Regions from separate parts of the Xenopus laevis genome. Here region 1 is linked to region 2. Evidence: chromatin contacts called from public Hi-C data. All regions are on one chromosome and are shown on one strand. The core of a region is the stretch at or near the end of the contact, and the rest is flanking DNA. Distances in the headings are between cores, read along the strand shown.

Region 1 (3,215 bases), core at 280-2,779, 110 kb after region 2:
GTTTTCTAACTGTTGAAATCTAATTGCTGATTGGTTGCTATGGGCCAACATCACTGGTAATGCTTCACTTCACTTTTTAGCATGATAAATAGGCCCCTTAGTAGGAATGTCCTGTTCTTACCAACTTTTCATTCGGTCCTCATTTTTTATAGCTGTGAAATTATTTGTGCCTTCCTTCTCTTCACAGTTTTCAAACGGGGTCACTGACCCCAGCAGTCAAAAAAACTACTGTTCTGTGAGGTTTCAGTATTGGTTATTGTTAAGGTCCTCTCCTATTCATCCTCTACACTCAAACCAATGCCTGGTGGTAGGAGTAAATTGGATCCTAGCAATCATTATTTATTTGATTATTTAAAAAATTTCAGCTTGTGAACAAAAAGCTGAATAGTTCAAAAAAAAAAAAAAAAATCATCATTAGTGATGGGCGAATCTGTCCTGTTTCACTTCGCCGAAAAAATTTGCCAATGGGTGTCAAAATAATTTATACGCGCGACTATTTTGTCCAAATGCATTAAAATCAATGGGCGTCCGAATAATTTTGACGCAAATCGGTTTCACAAATCGATTGGTGGTGGCGAAACTCATAAATTCGCCACAAATCCATGCCTGGCGAATTAATTCGCCCCTCACTAATCATCATACTAACGCAGCAAATTACCCCTTTTAGTGAAACCTCCAGTTGTAATCAGTTGTGTTATAGCTGCCAAGTAAGGATATATATAATAGTATCAATAATAAATATAGAAGAAAGGACTTACCCTTGTTACTGAAATCATCAATCATGACAATCTCCGCCAGGTATTTTCTGGGTGTTCGTTTGATGACACTGTGAACAGTTCTCATTAGCGTAGACCAACCCTCATTGTGGAAGACAATTATAACGCTGGAGGTGAGCAGGTTCTCATCATAATTCCAGAACTTGCATCTGTAAATGAGAAGATATACTGGTTACATTTGCTGTGTGGGTTCATATATTAAAGGTGACATATAGGATAAGAGAAAACCCCTAATCTTGTAGGAAATAATGAATAACGTCTGGTGCTACTTTGGGCTAAAAGTTAATAGTACAGGTATGGGATCCGTTAAGCGGGAAACCCGTTATACAGAAAGCTCTGAATTACGGAAAGGTCTCCTATAGACTTCATTATATAAAAAATAATCAGAATTTTTAAAAATGATTTCCTTTTTCTCTGAAATAATAAAACAGTACCTTGTATTTGATCCAAACCAAGATATACAGTATTAATCCTTACTGGAGGCAAAACCAGCCTATTGGGTTTATTTAATGTTTATATGATTTTCTTGTAGACTTAAGGCATGAAGAACCAAATTACGGAAATATCCGTTATCTGGAAAACCCCAGGTCCAGAGCACTTTGGATAACAGTTCCTATACTTGTATCTTTATAAATGGCCCTTTTATTGAAGCTCCCTATAGATCTGTTACAGTCCTGGTTTCTAATGAGGGGTGAGTGTGTCCTAACAGTCCCTGCCAGAAGCACAATAGGAGGGGGGATAGCCCTGTAGTCACACAAGCACAGACAGGCTTCAGTTCCCTATCAGGTCCACATAGCTGCTGACCGGTCCCTATCCTACAGTGCAGTGCCACTGGCTTCTCTGATCCGTCTGGGAAAAAGGCAGCAGGATGGGGGGATTTTGCCGAAATTTTCAATAAATCAACCGTGAAACACTAATTTATGCCCCTTTCTTCTACACTTAAAAAGAGTATAATGCACTTGGCACATTCTGTTTTTCACACAATATGTTTGCTTTAAAAGAAATCATTTAAAAATAGTGTATATAACAGGGCACTAGTAATACCCTTATAAGGCATACTGTCATACCTATTGTAAAATATAAAGAGACGAGAAGTCATATTAAGGTACAGGAATAAAACACACTTGCAGGCTCCTCATTGGATGTATAAAAAGGTATTGGTATAAAGTATGGAAATAAAACAAATGAACCCAAGTACATACAGTACAATTCTATTAAGTCAACTTTTATTATATCACTCTCAACATCATACTAAAAGTTAAATTAAAAGTGAACAACCCTTTAAAGGGGAACTCCACAAAAACATAACATAAGCTTTTTGAAATGTAAACATAATTTCAAGCAACTTTGCAATATACATCAATTAAAAATATGCAGACTTTTCATGATTTTTAATGGTTTGGAACATTTCCTTAAGCCTAGCCTCCTGTTCTCCTGCTGATCTGTCTTGACTACTTTGCTAAACTGGCTGACTACTGTTACTTTGTATCAATAGCCGTCTGTCCTCAGCCTGCATCCTCCAAACCCCACAATTCCCTGCACACGTGATTTCAATAAGGAAAGGAACATCACAGTGCAATGCATTGTGGGTTATGTAGTTCCTGCATGCTGTCTGTAAGCTGTGGAGAAGTTGTTACAATTTGTAACATCAGTGTTTAGTCCCTCCTTCCCTGCCAGGATTTCAAATGATGCAGAAAGAGAAGAACTGTTTAAGGAAAACTATACCCCCAAAATGAATACTTGAGCAACAGATAGTTTACATCATATTAAGTAGCATATTAAAGAACCTTATCAAACTGGTATATATATTTAAGTAAATATTGCCCCTTTACATCTCTTGCTTTGAGCCACCATTTCGTGATGGTCTGTGTGCTGCCTCAGAGATCACCTGACCAGAAATACTACAACTCTAACTGTAACAGGAAGAAGTGTGGAAGCAAAAGACAGAACTCTGCCTGTTAATTGGCTCATGTGACCGAACATGTATGGTTTGTTTGTGTGCACCGTGAATCGTACAATCCGAGGGGACTGCCCTTATTTTTTAAAATGGCAATTTTCTATTTATGTTACCCAATGGCACATACTACTGAAAAAGTAAATTATTATGAAAAGTGTTTACTTACATGAAGCAGAGTTTTACAAATGAGCTGTTTTATGCAATATCTTTTTATAGACACCTACATAGTTTCTGGGGTATAGTTTTCCTTTAGACAGCTGGATTCCAGCATAGAAAATGACATTTATTTATACTTTTTGAAGAAACAGGTAATTGTGATGGGAATATTAGAGTTTCTGTGTTATGTGGGCCTCTTTATCAAATGTTGGTTTCGAAGCCGGAATTCCCCTTTAAATGTAAGGAATCACTATTTCATATACAAGAACTGTATGATTGTAAGGATGCCTTCAAGACATATTTTTTTATTCCCGTAAAACTCAGAT
Region 2 (3,409 bases), core at 575-3,074:
TCTCTGGAGAAAGGGAACTTGCAAGGGCCCATGATTACTCTTTACAAGTACATTCGAGGACATTATAGATAAATTGTGGGGGATCTTTTTACAGATAAAACGGATCAAGACACCAGAGGCCACCCCTTTAGACTAGAAGAAAAGAACTTTAATTTGAAGCAGTGGGGTTGTGGAATGCACTGCCGGGTGACGTGATGGCTGATTCAGTTAATGCTTTTAAGAGCGGCTTGGATGATTTTTTGGAACAAACATAATATCCAAGGCTATACTACAGCTTAGTATAGGTAGTGGTAGGTTTACTGTTTCTATACTGTATGTGCGTGTATAGATAGGTCTATATATGTACAGTATGTGAAATGTGCACTGGGGATCATTTAGAAGGGTTTAACATAAAGGAGAACTAAACCCCCCTTGCTAATAAAAACCCCTGCTCCCTACCCTCCGTAGTCCTCCCTCCCTGCTCCTCCCTGCACAGGTGTTAACACCAGTAAATGCCCCTAAGCCTGTAATTACCCCTCGTTGCAGAGTCAGCGCAGCGGAGCACACAGGCGACATCTTCCGGCGCTTCGTTAATCTTCTCTTCTTCTTTCAGAGCTTCGGTAATTTTTGTCACTTTCGGCACATGCACAGTTATCCTGAAGTGGAAGACTGCTCCAACTGCGCATGAGCCGTCACTTAACGAAGCTTACCAAAGCACTGAAGATGGCCCCCGTGAGCTCCGCTGTGCTGACTCTGCAACGAGGGGTAATTACAGGCTTAGGGGCTTTTACTGCTGTTAACACCTGTGCGGGGGGAGGGGAGCAGGGAGGGGGGACTATGGAGGGTAGGAGTTTTTATTAGCAGGGGGTTTAGTTCTCATTTAATGGACGTTTGCCTTTTTTCAACCCAAATTTACTATATAAGCTGTAAAAGGTTCCAACTTTTCCCTTCTACTCCACCCCATTTTTCATACCTCTTTTGGAGTATCCATTCTATTATAATTCAGATTTTTAAAGGTTAATAATAGTAAGAAAGTCATGTATCATACCCAAGCTTTGTAGTTAGTGAGCCCCAAAGAAAAGGTCAAGAATGATCATTTCAACTGTGGGCAGATGACTTGTTCATCCATGACTATTGGTTTAAGTACAGGTATAGGATCTGTTATCCAGAATGCTTCAGATCTGGGTTTTTCCTGATAACAGACCTATAGATAATTTGGATCTTCATACCTTAAGTCTACAAGAAAATCATTAGCCGATAGGCAGGTTTTGCTTCCAAAATGAATTAATTATATCTTCGTTTGGATCAGGTACAAGGCACTATTTTATTATTAAAAAAATAGGAATTAATTGTTAAACATTTTGAGCTTTCTGGATAATAAGTTTCCTGATAACCGATCCCGTACTCGTACTTTTTAAATGTTTGCTTTTTTCATTTGTATAAAAAAATCTATTTTAAAAGATACTATGCATTAACCAAAAGTGCCTTTTCATATCTGTAGTTTCTCATTATATTAAGCACATGAATTCCCAATGATACTTTCTTAACCTCCATAAATTAAAAAAAAGTAGTGTGACATAATGTTTGCCTGAGGCTCATATACCTTCACTACAGACTAAGAACTATCTGTTTTGCTCCTGGAAATGAAATGATCATAGATGTCCTGGGATTTGCGCATGGTTGAAGCAGCCAGTTATTCTCAGACACCTCTGGCCCATGCTGGCTGCGAGGGAGAAGTTGGCCTTGCTAAGGAAACAAAGCTTCATTTATGCCGTACTCCTTCTGCCAAACCAGACCACTCCCCCCTAATCCAATCCATCTATCTGCCCCTTCACTAGTACTGTACTTTATTCTATGCTCATTACAAGAAACAACACCCAGATAGTCCAAGAGCTCTCGTACACTTTCAGAGACATTTGTGCATCTGATACAGGTAGGATTTGAACTATACTTGCTCTAAAGATTGTGTCTTCTTCTTAGGTATAAAGAGGAATTGCTGGGCTGTACATTGCAATATACTGTATTGATAAGAGAGAGAGAGAGTTGGGGTTTGGAATACATTATCAGAGGTTCCTATTCTACCAATTTAAATGCACTTCATATCAATGGCCCACTAAATCAGCTGACATATTTAAGGTAAGTGAAAAACCTAAATATCAGTGCCGTTATCCAGAAACCACAATGCTCCGAATTACGGAATGCCCATCTCCCATAGACTCCATTTTATCCAAACAATCCAAATTTTTAAAAATGATTTCCTTTTTCTCTGTAATAATAAAACAGTAGCTTGTCCTTGATCCAAACTAAGATATAATTAATCCTTATTGGAAGCAAAACCGGCCTGTTGGGTTTATTTAATGTTTACATGATTTTCTAGTAGACGTAAGATATGATGATCCTAATTATGGAAAGATCTGTTATCCGGAAACCCCCAGGTCCCAAGCATTGTGGATAACAGGTCCCATACCTGTACCGTGGTGCTAGCCACCCAGAGATAAGCTGGAGAAGAACTGGAAGTGAGGTTCTTGTTCCTCTATCAAGAAGTTGCATTTTTCTTTGCTTGCCAATTTTGTTTATCCTTATATAAATATTCTCTCTGGAATAGTGCAGCCTAAAATCATAGACGTTTTCCTAAAGTGTTTCTTCCAAGAATAGTACAAATGAGAATTGTTCCAATACCTGGCAATGAGTCTTATATAGCAGTCAAACCAAATACCGTACATAGTGGCTATCTCTTGACTGTCCAAGGCGTTATGCCTATACAAAGAGAAAATATGATTCTATGGTTAATATCAGCTATATTCCTGGAAGAAATATATGTATGAATTAAGCGTTATTGCTGGAAGAGAAATGTTCCATTGATGGGCTCCACAAAGCTGTAATTCAGCAACAGTTTTCCTTTGGGCTCGGCCATATGGAGTTTCACACACGCACATGGCATGCACATTGGGAACCAAGCGCTTTCTTGAAGTGCACTCAAATTTCTATTTAAGGTTAAATAAAAATTTACTGTATAATATATGACAGGTAAAAGAGAGGCTTGTGTAAACCAAGCACTGATATAATCTATGCAGGTCTAAAACATACTGTAGCTTTAAATTCGTTGCTTGTTGTGGCAGGGCTTGTATGCTTGACCCAACCTAACACCTAGGGGGAATTTTTTTATAAAAATGCTTTGTTTACATAAAAAGAGGGGGAAATGTGTGTCATTTAAACTGCATCTTTATAAAGTTATGTATTTAAAATGAAACCCGCCCCCTCAGTCTGCACCAGCATAAATGAGTTATTTGCAACAGGAAAAAAATGTTAGGCCTAAGAATTCAATGTTGCTGTTGGTCTTTTTTTTCAGACTCAGTGACTACAACATTATGTATGTCACATAGAAAATATTCAATATCTGCAAAACCTTTAGAGGTTTACTTTTACCTTT

The links. Hi-C and Micro-C count contacts between places; a contact is called where the count stands out from the background.
Region 1: a Hi-C map of the XL177 cell line shows a contact between it and region 2, with 2.1 times the contacts expected there.

Annotation. Positions count from the first base shown.
Region 1 is chr1L:51,605,837-51,609,051 of Xenopus_laevis_v10.1, forward strand. galnt7.L (N-acetylgalactosaminyltransferase 7) reads right to left here. Exons shown (of 13, transcript XM_041589174.1): 4 at 759-925. Among protein-coding and RNA genes, the nearest start is that of hmgb2.L, 38 kb to the left of the region's middle.
Region 2 is chr1L:51,491,628-51,495,036 of Xenopus_laevis_v10.1, forward strand. It overlaps scrg1.L (scrapie-responsive protein 1), which reads left to right and starts at 1,825. Exons shown (of 4, transcript XM_018230786.2): 1 at 1,825-1,912.